Linked DNA regions of Sus scrofa: region 1 is linked to region 2. The links are chromatin contacts, called in public Hi-C maps. All regions are on one chromosome and are shown on one strand. The core of a region is the stretch at or near the end of the contact, and the rest is flanking DNA. Distances in the headings are between cores, read along the strand shown.

Evidence for each region. A called contact is a pair of places that touch in the nucleus more often than the background predicts.
Region 1: a Hi-C map of epiblast stem cells shows a contact between it and region 2, with 2.8 times the contacts expected there. The contact joins the promoter of PRICKLE3 here to the promoter of WDR45 in region 2. A contact is called at or near these places in 1 of 5 promoter capture datasets (fetal liver), 8 of 47 Hi-C or Micro-C datasets (alveolar macrophages, brain, embryonic fibroblasts and 4 more) and 1 of 2 datasets of contacts at active chromatin or transcription factors (alveolar macrophages).

The regions. Positions count from the first base shown.
Region 1 is chrX:43,227,124-43,232,350 of Sscrofa11.1, reverse strand. It overlaps PRICKLE3 (prickle-like protein 3), which reads left to right and starts at 1,983. Exons shown (of 9, transcript XM_003135080.4): 1 at 1,983-2,121; 2 at 3,464-3,549; 3 at 4,614-4,797. The coding sequence starts at 2,080. SYP (synaptophysin) reads left to right here. Exons shown (of 7, transcript XM_003135078.5): 7 at 1-161.
Region 2 is chrX:43,153,088-43,158,104 of Sscrofa11.1, reverse strand. WDR45 (WD repeat domain 45) reads left to right here and starts at 2,130. Exons shown (of 11, transcript NM_001190293.1): 1 at 2,130-2,242; 2 at 3,662-3,733; 3 at 3,862-3,936; 4 at 4,026-4,130; 5 at 5,004-5,017. The coding sequence starts at 3,679.

The DNA of each region.
Region 1 (5,227 bases), core at 734-3,233, 74 kb before region 2:
TGCCATTTTGTCTGGCTGTGGCCCCGCCCCCCGTCCCTCCAGGCCACACCCCCCCTTTCCCTTGCCCTTCGGTATTGTTTGAAGACTCCCTCCCCGAGGAAGAACAAATACGATTACTTCTCCTCCCCTAAATAAAGTCCTCAACCACCTAGTGCACACGGCTCTGACTTCTCAGTGCGTCTTTTTTGTTGGGGGATGGAGGTGAAGGGAAAGATTAGGAAGAGGAGACAAGAGGAAGCTCCGCCCCCGACCTGCTGTACACCGTTGGAGTCACCCCGCTGGTTTTGGCCCCTCCAACAGTGTTTTGTGCAGCCCCATCCTCTGTGAAGCCGCCTCCGCTGATCATTCTAAATCACACTCTGAGTAGCCCTGCCCACTGCCCCACTACGGGCCGCGGAATACCCACTCTTTCTAGGATTCGGTTCTAATTCTGGTCCCTTAGCCTTAACCCCTTTCCAGCCCCTGTGAGCCCTGTCCTTGAATCCCCAAAGGATTCAAATAGGAACCACATGGCTCACAGAGAGACTTACCCCTAGCCACCCTCCTCGCATTCTTCATACCCTGGCATCGCTCCATTTCCTTGCCGCCACTCAAGCTGGAGAACCAGGAGGCCGACTAGGCTGCAGGGTCGGGAGGCAGGAAGCCAAGGTGACTCGTTAGTTCTTTCGTTCATTCCCTGTAATCTGTCCTGGGCTCCTCCCTGGAGCTGGGACGTGACCAAGATTGCGTCAGGGGGAGGATGTGTGTGTGTGTGGGGGGGGAGTGAGGTCCCTGGCCCCCACGCTGAAAGGCCTGGCTGACCGCCAGCACCGCGGTGCCTAATTAGAGACTCCAGCCAGGCACCGGAGTTCTGACTGTGGACGGAGGACCCCTCCTCCCAGGCTGAGGCATTGAGAGCACGAAGGAGAGACTCCTAGCCCTAGGAAAGAGCTCAGGGAAAGAATAACTGGCGAGCGAAAAGCAAGAGCAGGGCAAGGAAAGCTTTAAAATCTATTTTTCAGGACTTAGGGGGCACCACAGCTGGGCCTGTAAAGATGGGGAGCAAGCAGGGAAGAGGGGGGCCTCAGCACCTGGCCAGTAACTTTAACCCACTTCCCATAAATCTCAAATAACCCTGGCTCTAAAAGGGGATAGGAGGAGTTCCCGTCCTAGCGCAGCGGAAACGAACCCGACTAGGAACCATGAGGTTGCGGGTTCGATCCCTGACCTCGCTCAGTGGGTTAAGGATCCGGCGTTGCCGTGAGCTGTGGTGTAGGTTGAAGACGCGGCTTGGGTCCTGCGTGGCTGTGGCTGTGGCTGTGGCATAGGCCGGTGGCTACAGCTCCGATTAGACCCCTAGCCTGGGAACCTCCATATGCCAAAGGTGCGGCCCTGAAAGGACAAAAAAGGCAAAAAACAAAAAAAAGAAAAAGAAAGAAAGAAAAGCGTTTCCTTTTAAAAAAATTGAAAAAAAAAATAAAATAAAAGGGGATAGGAGTTGGGGCGTGGTGGGGATGGTGGTGGTATAAGACCTAGCTCTCTGACGGGGGCGAGGGAGAGTCAGCAGGGGCTGCCATGGGGTTGAGGACCATTCTTGCCACATTCATCCAAGAGAAAGAGATTCTCAGAACATTACCAATGGGAAGGGAGCCACGAGGTGCTTTAACCCATCCCCCGGATAAACATCCAAAATAAATCCACTCCAAACATCAATACAAATACCCAAGTACCGTAGCGTACACCCCATGGAGTCAGATCGCCACTTCCAAGTCCTCAGGCCCTAGAATGTATGAGACACCATGTGGCACCTTGGGGTTCTGGAGGCCTTGCCTTCAGAGACCCAGCTCCCGCCGGGGCAGGAGGGCAGAAGAGCTTGCGCGCACCGCGCTCCCGGGCTGCGAGCCCCTCGCCTCTAGGCAGAGGGCGCCTCGGCCCGGGAGAGACTGCGAGGCCCAGGGGCGGACCCTACTGGGCGCGCTCCTCCCACGCCGGTGTCAGGTTTACGGAACAGCGAGCTCCCCTGCCCGACGCGCGGTGGCCAGACGGCCACAAGGATTCCATTCGCCTGGCCCGGCCGGCTTGACCCTGCCCGGACGCGCCATGTTCGCGCGTGGGTCCCGGAGGCGCCGCTCTGGGCGCGCGGTGAGCGAAATTATGGGGTCGGGGTAAACTGAGGCTCAGGAGCCGGAGCAGGGGATAGGGAGAGCGAGGAGGTGCTCCACAGAGGATCCGGGAATCCCCAGCCCCAGGATTCCTGACCAGAGGGCCTGGAAGCGTGTGGATGAAGGAAGGAAATCTGGTGGCCCTTGCTGCCTTATCACCTCTGCGCTCACCTTTATCAGCACTCCAGGGACCTCCCCTCTGGAGTGAATTATAGGACGGGATTCTGAGAACCAGAAGACTGTGTCCTGGAGCCCTGCACTCCTGGGGTGCCCAAATACCAAGAGAGTCCGGTAGTTTGGATTGGGGGCAAGAGGGCTGCCAGGCCTCCGCTTGAATGAAGCAGGGGAGCTTTTTTCTTTCTTTCTTTCTTTTTCTTTTTAGGGCCGCACCCGAGGTATATGGAAGTTCCCAGGATGGGGGTCAAATCCAAGCTACGGCTGCTGGCCTACACCACAGCCACAGCCACGCCAGATCTGAGCCGCCTCTGCGACCTGCACCACGACTCATGGCAACGCCAGATCCTTAACCCACTGAGTGAGGCCAGGGATGGAACCCGAGTCCTCATGGATCCTGGTCGGGTTCGTTACCACTGAGCCACAACGGGAACTCTAAGGCAAGGAGCTTTTGACTTCCTAGATAGGTGGGCTTCTCTTTTTTCCTTTGGAGGGGCTGTCTGGGTGGGCTCTGGGTTTTGGTGGTCCAGAGAAGGAGTGAATAGCCCTCAGATCCAAGAGAGAAGACTTTTTGGGGTGTGGGTTTCTGAATGGCTCAGGGGCCTCCTGAGATCCTAGAGGAGCGTTTCGGGTCCTTAGATATGAAAGGGTGAAGGTGGGATTTGGGGGAGGGGGTCTTGAGCTTCTGAAAGGAGGGGCAGGATTTGTGTACTTATCCCAAGTAAGGACAGGGTCTGAGACTCCTACTCTGTGGAATTGGAGTGCTGCTGGCTTCATAGGTGGAGAAGGGGCCCAGAAGAGGCCAGGGAGGAGACACCCCAGATTAGGTACTCTGTGCTGGTGGGGAGAGTACTCTGAGTTCTGGGGGAGGTGTCAGGCTGGGTGAGGGGCGTCCTAGGCTGGCCTGGGGAGGGGAATTCCCTGAAAGGGGGGCATATAGAGAGGTGGCCTCAGCTCCCCCGCCTCCGCCTCGGTTGTGTCCCCCCTCCCCCGCGCTCTGGGCGCTGTCCCAGCCTGCCCGGCGTTGCCCTGGTGGGACAGGCCCCGGCGTGCTGCTGCTGGCCTTGGAGTGGAGAGGCGGGCGTTGACTTCCCTCTCCCTCCCCCGCGCACCTCGCCGGATCCTGCTTGTGCCTCCGCCCACTACAGCCTCCAGAGGCCGAGGACCCGGACCGCGGCCAGCCCTGCAACTCCTGCAGGGAGCAGTGTCCCGGCTTCCTGCTGCACGGTTGGAGGTAGGTGACTCTCCCAGGGCCTTGCCTTCGTCAGGGTCCTACCCTCAGGGGAACCTCCAGAGTAAGTCAAGCCACGCCCCCAGGCTTGAGCCGGGTCTGGCAAGAAAGCTCGGATTCAGAGCCCCTCCCCTGACTCCTTCCCAATTGTCCAGTTCCCAGGAGAGCTCCGCCCCCTCTACCGTCCCGCCCTCAGAAGTGTTCTCCCCTGGCTTCCGAGTCCCATCTCTAGGGAGCTTGTCTGTCCCGGGCTCTGAGCACCGCCTACTGACCCCCACCCCCTTTCTTGGGCTCAGAACTCCTCCCCTAGATGCAGGGTCCTATCCTCTTCGTGGAACCCTGTACTCAAAACGTTTCGTGGGAGTTCCCGTCGTGGCTCAGTGGTTAACGAATCCGACTAGGAACCATGAGGTTGCGGGTTCGATCCCTGGCCTTGCTCAGTGGGTTAAGGATCTGGCGTTGCTGTGGCTCTGGTATAGGCCGGCGGCTACAGCTCCGATTCGACCCCTAGCCTGGGAACCTCCATATGCCTCGGAGTGGCCCCAGAAAAGGTAAAAAGACAAAAAAAAAAAAAGTTTTGTAAAATAGCACAGGCAGAGCCGTACCCACAGGCTCAGAGCCCCAGCCGCCCACAGGTTCGGAGCCTCTGTGCTAGCCGGAGTCCGCCCCTAGGGAAAGTTAGCCCCACAGTGTCCAAAATCCTGAGGGGAAGCCCTTGGACTTATAACTCTATTCTCAGACTCAGAGCCCTGCCCCTCCTCAGGCCGGCTGCCCGGAGAGTCTGACCTAAGTCACAGATGGCCTTGAGGTCCCCACCCCACGCCGCCGTGGTCTTCACGTCCTAGGCCCAAAGCCCCACCCTCCAGCCCACAGCCACGCCCCCAGATTTCCGCTCCGCCCCTCACAGCCCCCGCCCACTCCCAAACTGCGGTCTGGCTCACAGCCTCACCTCCGCTCAGCACCATCTCTCGGGCCCTGTCCCTGCTCCTCAGTTGGACTGCTTGGAATGCCAAGGGGGTCCAAGTGGGCTATCCCTTAGTAATTGACCCCCTTCGTGGACCGCTCAGAAAGATCTGCCAGCACTGCAAATGCCCGCGAGAGGAGCACGCCGTGCACGCAGTGCCTGTGGACCTGGAACGCATCATGTGCCGGCTAATCTCAGACTTCCAGCGCCACTCCATCTCTGACGACGACTCCGGCTGTGCCTCAGAGGAGTACGCCTGGGTGCCGCCTGGTCTCAAGCCTGAGCAGGTGACCAGACCCCACTAGCCACTCTTGCTCACTAGTGGGTGCACATGCGCGCACGCACACACACACACACACACACACACCACTCAGGTGGGAAGTCATTTCCAGGGAAATGCTAGGGTGTGTGGTTAGACTTCAAAGACCCTCTGATCCCTCTGTGATCTAGGAGGGGTTGCCCAGCTCCCCACAACTCGCAAGGAACCCTTATCCATCACTGAGCCAGTTTCTTGGGGCCTGTTCACTCCACTCCTCCCCTTACCTCAGGTGCGTCAGACACCCAGACAGTGAGAACACAGCAGTGAACAAAACACACAAAAATATGTCTGCGCACATGGACGTTATATTCCCCAAGGGAGCAAGAGCCAATAAGCAAACCTGTAAAAATAGGTCAGATGGTGTAAGGGCTATGGAATAAAAAGAGCAGAGAAGTGGG
Region 2 (5,017 bases), core at 881-3,380:
GGAAGGAGTAGAGAAATGACTGCTGGTTTGGGAAGATTCTTTATTCATCAGTGATCTGGTTAAGAGCGGTCTCAGAGAGGTGGGAGTCACAGAAGCCAAACTGAATTAAGTTAAATATGCTCTGGGATGTGAGGAAGTAGAGACAGAAGAAAGCCAGAAGATTGGCTTTGTTGAGGAGCACATCAATGGAGTCACACTTAGGATAGTATATAGGGCCAAAATTCACAAGTAAATATACCCATGGATGTGAAAACCCAGTACAGGAAACAACCCAGATAGCCATCAGTAGGGGAATAGGTGAATGATTATACATTTCACACAATGCCATAAATCAATTTAAAAGGATGAATTAAACAGATGTCTATTTCATATATATATATATATATATATATGAACGGAGCTATAGCTGCTGGTCTAGGAGCTATAGCTGCTGGTCTATACGGCAGCCACAGCAATGCCAGATCTCCAACCCACTGAGAGAGGACAGGGATCGAACCCGCAACCTCATGGTTCCTAGTGGGACCCGATTCCACTGCGCCCAGAAAGGAACTCCAGATGTCCATTATATAGTTAATTTTTTTTTAACAGCCGCAGGTGCGGCATATGGAAGTTCCCAGGCTAGGGGTTGAATTCGAGCTACAGCTGCCGGCCTACGCCACAGCCGCAGCAACCCCAGATCCTTAACCCAGTGAGTGGGCCCAGGGATTGAACCCTCATCTTCATGGATACTACTTGGGTTCGTTTCTGCTGAGCCACAACGGGCACTCCTATATTAATACATTTTTCTTTCTTTTTTTTTTTTTTTTTGCCATTTCTTGGGCCGCTCCCACGGCTTATGGAGGTTCCCAGGCTAGGGGTCTAATCGGAGCTGTTGCTGCCAGCCTATGCCAGAGCCAGAGCCACGCTGGATCCAAGCCGCATCTGCAACCTACACCCCGGATCGTTAACCCACTGAGCAAGGCCAGGGATCGAACCCGCAACCTCATGGTTCCTAGTCGGATTGGTTCCCGCCATGACGGGAACTCCTATTAACACATTTTTAAAGCATCAAAACAATCTTGAAAAAAGGTAAAGGATGGTGGATTGTATCAATGTCAATATTGAGTGTAATGTTTCACTGTAGTTTTACAATATTACCTTTGGGGGAAGCGTTAAAGTACATGGGGTTTCTCTGTATTATTTCTTTTTTTTTTTTCCTCTGTATTATTTCTAACTACATGTAAGTCTACATCTCAAACTTTAAAGGTTAAATTAAAAATATTTCCCGGGGGAGTTCCCGTCGTGGCGCAGTGGTTAACGAATCCGACTAGGAACCATGAAGTTGCGGGTTCGGTCCCTGCCCTTGCTCAGTGGGTTAAGGATCCGGCGTTGCCGTGAGCTGTGGTGTAGGTTGCAGACGCGGCTCGGATCCCACGTTGCTGTGGCTCTGGCGTAGGCCGGTGGCTACAGCGCCGATTCGACCCCTAGCCTGGGAACCTCCATATGCCGCGGGAGCGGCCCAAGAAATAGCAACAACAACAACAAAAGACAAAGACAAAAAAAAAAAAATTTCCCGTATGTAGATAACTGGGGTCTTTTTCCCCTCAGTGAAGAAACACCTCTTGCCATCAAAAAAAAAATTTTTTTTTCATTTTGTAAATAAGACAAAGCGGGAGTAGGGTCAGGAATCCCATCTTGGCTTCCCCTGGCTAAGGGGACACACTCAGCGAGCACCCCCTGGCTGAGGGCACAGACTCAGCTCTGAAGGGCTCCAGGTCCGGCTCCACCTGGAGGTTCCCAGGTGGATACCGCAGTGTGTAGGGAGGACTATAAATAGCTAACGGGGGCGGCCCCTCTAGCCCACCTCGGAGGTCCAAGTCTTGTTAGCCCAGAAGGTAACGCCGCTAGTTCTCCGAGTACAGGAGAACCATTTTCCGTTCCGCGAGGGGAAGGCCCTGTCTCGCCCACCTGTCTTCGCTTCCCTCAGACAGTCATGCCCTCGCGGCGCGTCCCCTGCTCCCCGCGCCCTCCTGGAAGGACGCCGCGATCGCTCTCGCTGCTCCAAAGACCCACAAGCTGAGCTGGGATGACTACGGCCGCGTTTTCCGGCGAGGGTGAGTCACTTCCGCTTACAGACTCCCGCCCCCGGAAGTGAGACCTGATGTAAACACCGGAGCAGGGCGTCAAGGCCCTAGAGGTCAGAAAGCCGGGCCGCGGGCGGCACCGAGAGCTGGGGCCGGGATCGGGGACGCGCGAAGGTCAGGTCAGTGCCCGCGGCAGGGAGCTGGGGCATGGGCCCAGAATTGGTTGCGGTCTGCGGGCAGGAGAGGTCTTTTGAGCAGGGGTCTGAGTTGATGGAGTGTATCTAGGACAGGGATCTTGAGTAGGTGCTGGTGTTGGAAGGAGTATGAGAGTGGTCTGGGACATAAGAGGGGGTGCGGTATGTGAGGCATCCTGGGGCAGGGTTCTTGGGTGGCACGGGCCTTTGGAATGGGGATCCCTTAAAGGGGATCTTGGAAGGTGGGGTTGTCCAAAGAATGGGTCTTTGGGGGGTGAGGGAGTCCAGTGGAGGTGGTACAAGGGGAGGAGGCAGGAGGTTTGGAGGATGGGAAGGGGGTGTGCCTGGGCAATAGTTTGGGGGAGATGCGGGTTTGAAAGGAGCTTGGAGGCTCTAGAACAGGAATATTAGGGGATCCATGGCAGGAGCCTTTAGGGAAGGATTTGTTCTTCCGGGTAGGGGTTTTGGGAAGAGTGTGGCCTGGGCAAGTGTCTTGAGGGGGGTAGGGGTGCCCTAGGGCAGGGTCTTATTGAAAGGATAGGGGGTCTGGAGGAGGACTCTTAGGAGGATGCAATTCCTGGGGGTAGGTCCAAGCTAACCGATGTCAGAGTCAGGGAGAGCAGAGCACGTGGAAAGGGATATCCCAGCGGTGGGGCATTTGGAGTGATAAGCAAATCCTCAGGTAGGGTCTTTATGGCATAAAGGGATCTAGGGCAAGGTCCCGCTTGTGAAATTAGCATGTCATGTGAAAGGATTGTCCCCAGGTAGGAATGGGATCCTGAAGGGATTTGGGGAAGCCTGTGCGGAGGGGAGGTGTGAGAGCTCTGGAGTGGTACAATAGGTTGGGGTTCTCATGAGTGGTGGGCCAACTGTAGCAGGTCTCAGGGCCAGGTCAGGAAGGTGTGGAAAGTGATGAATGTCTGAGCCCCTTCTCCCCATTTATTGACGGGCAGAGTTAGCTTCTGGGTCCAGACGTGAAGATGAGAAGTGGATAGAGGGTGGTTCCAGGACACATGGGGTACTGGGGCCAGGATTGGCTGGAGGTAGAGAGGAGGTATCACTGGGATAGCTCCTACCCTGTTATTTCCTGGTAAGCAGTCAGTCAGTACCAGGGAGTAAGGAGGAGGTGGCGGGGAGTGGGGGGTCCAGGTCAGGGTAGGTTCGGAGAGCTGGTGTCAACCAAGTGTGAGACAATGGAGAGGTTACTGGCCATGCTCTTTGGGGTCTTGGGAGCTTAGTGTAGAGACGCTAGGATTCTCCCCCTGCTTTTGTCTTCTTTGCAGTCCTGCTGGGGTTAGGTTGCTGGGCAGGAGGAGGAAGAAGAAATTAGTTGGGGACAGGAGTTCTAGGACTCAGGAAACAGACCCCAGGACTCTTCCCAACCCTACTCCCATTTGTGTCCAGGGAAGCAATCCTGGACCATGACTCAGCAGCCACTTCGAGGAGTGACCAGTCTGCGTTTCAACCAAGACCAAAGTGAGAGAGGCTTGTGCCTGTGCCCTTTTGGGAGGGAGGGAGGGAGAGGTGGCCACAGGTGGGTTGTTAAGCCCTTAGCTTCCCACCTGGGCATCCTTTGAGGCAGCCGGGGTTCCTCCCATCCCCAGGCTGCTTTTGCTGTGCCATGGAGACAGGTGTGCGCATCTACAACGTGGAGCCATTGATGGAGAAGGGGCATCTGGGTGAGCTGTTGGTGGGAGAGGGGCAGCGGGCAGAAGGGAGGGGCTGGGCATTGGCCCCCACCCCTACTGACACCCTGGTCCTTGTCCAGACCATGAGCAGGTGGGCAGCATGGGCCTGGTGGAAATGCTGCACCGCTCCAACCTGCTGGCCCTGGTGGGCGGTGGTAGCAGCCCCAAGTTCTCAGAGATCTCAGGTAAGTGTCCTCATCCCGTCCCCCCCTTGGCCCAGATTCCTCGGAATCCTGGCCTCCCGGAGGCACTGGCAGATGAAGATGTCAGAGTAACTCAGAGTCACACAGTGAGGCCACCGGCTTACAAGTCCTGAATCTTATTGTCTGAGAAGCTTGGTGTTTTGTCTTCATGTAACAAACACTTGTCCAATGCCTCCCGTATGCCATGTCCTTACCTATGGAGCGCTTGCTGTGAGCCCGGTGCTGTTCTAACCACTGTACTTGCATTAACTCATTTAATCCTCACAATAACTCTGTGTGGTAGGACGTATCATCATCCCCATTTTTACAGATGAAGAAACTGAGGCCCAGAGGGGTCAAGTGACTTATCCAAGGTCACACAACCAATAGGCTTTAAAATCTTGGCGCCATCTTCCCAATGCCCTCTGGCTTTGAGTCTCAAGCATCATCTTATTTTAAGGGTTTTTGTTGATCCCACTGGGATGTGGCCAGAGATGCCTTAGGATTCTTCACAGAAATCCCCCGGGGGTATGGACTGGGACCCCGGAGGCAGGAGTATTACTGATGGGATGTGACAGGCCTGGGTGTGAGTCCCTGCTTGGTCGCTGATGGACTCTGAGGTCCTTGGCCAGATAGCCAACCCCTTGGAGCCTCAGCTTCCTCATCTGTAAATGAGTGTGACGGTTCCAGAACCTGTCCTCTTAAGAGTCACATCTCCAAGTGCTCCGGCTGCATCAGGTCACACTGGGTGTCAGCAAAAGGTTAATAAACACGTGGGCTGAAGTCCCATGGGGGACCAGGGGGTAGGTCTTGTGTCACCAGGGCTGCCCCTCACCCCAAACCTTGGCCCCGACAACACACCCACCTGCCCAGCAGTGCTGATCTGGGAC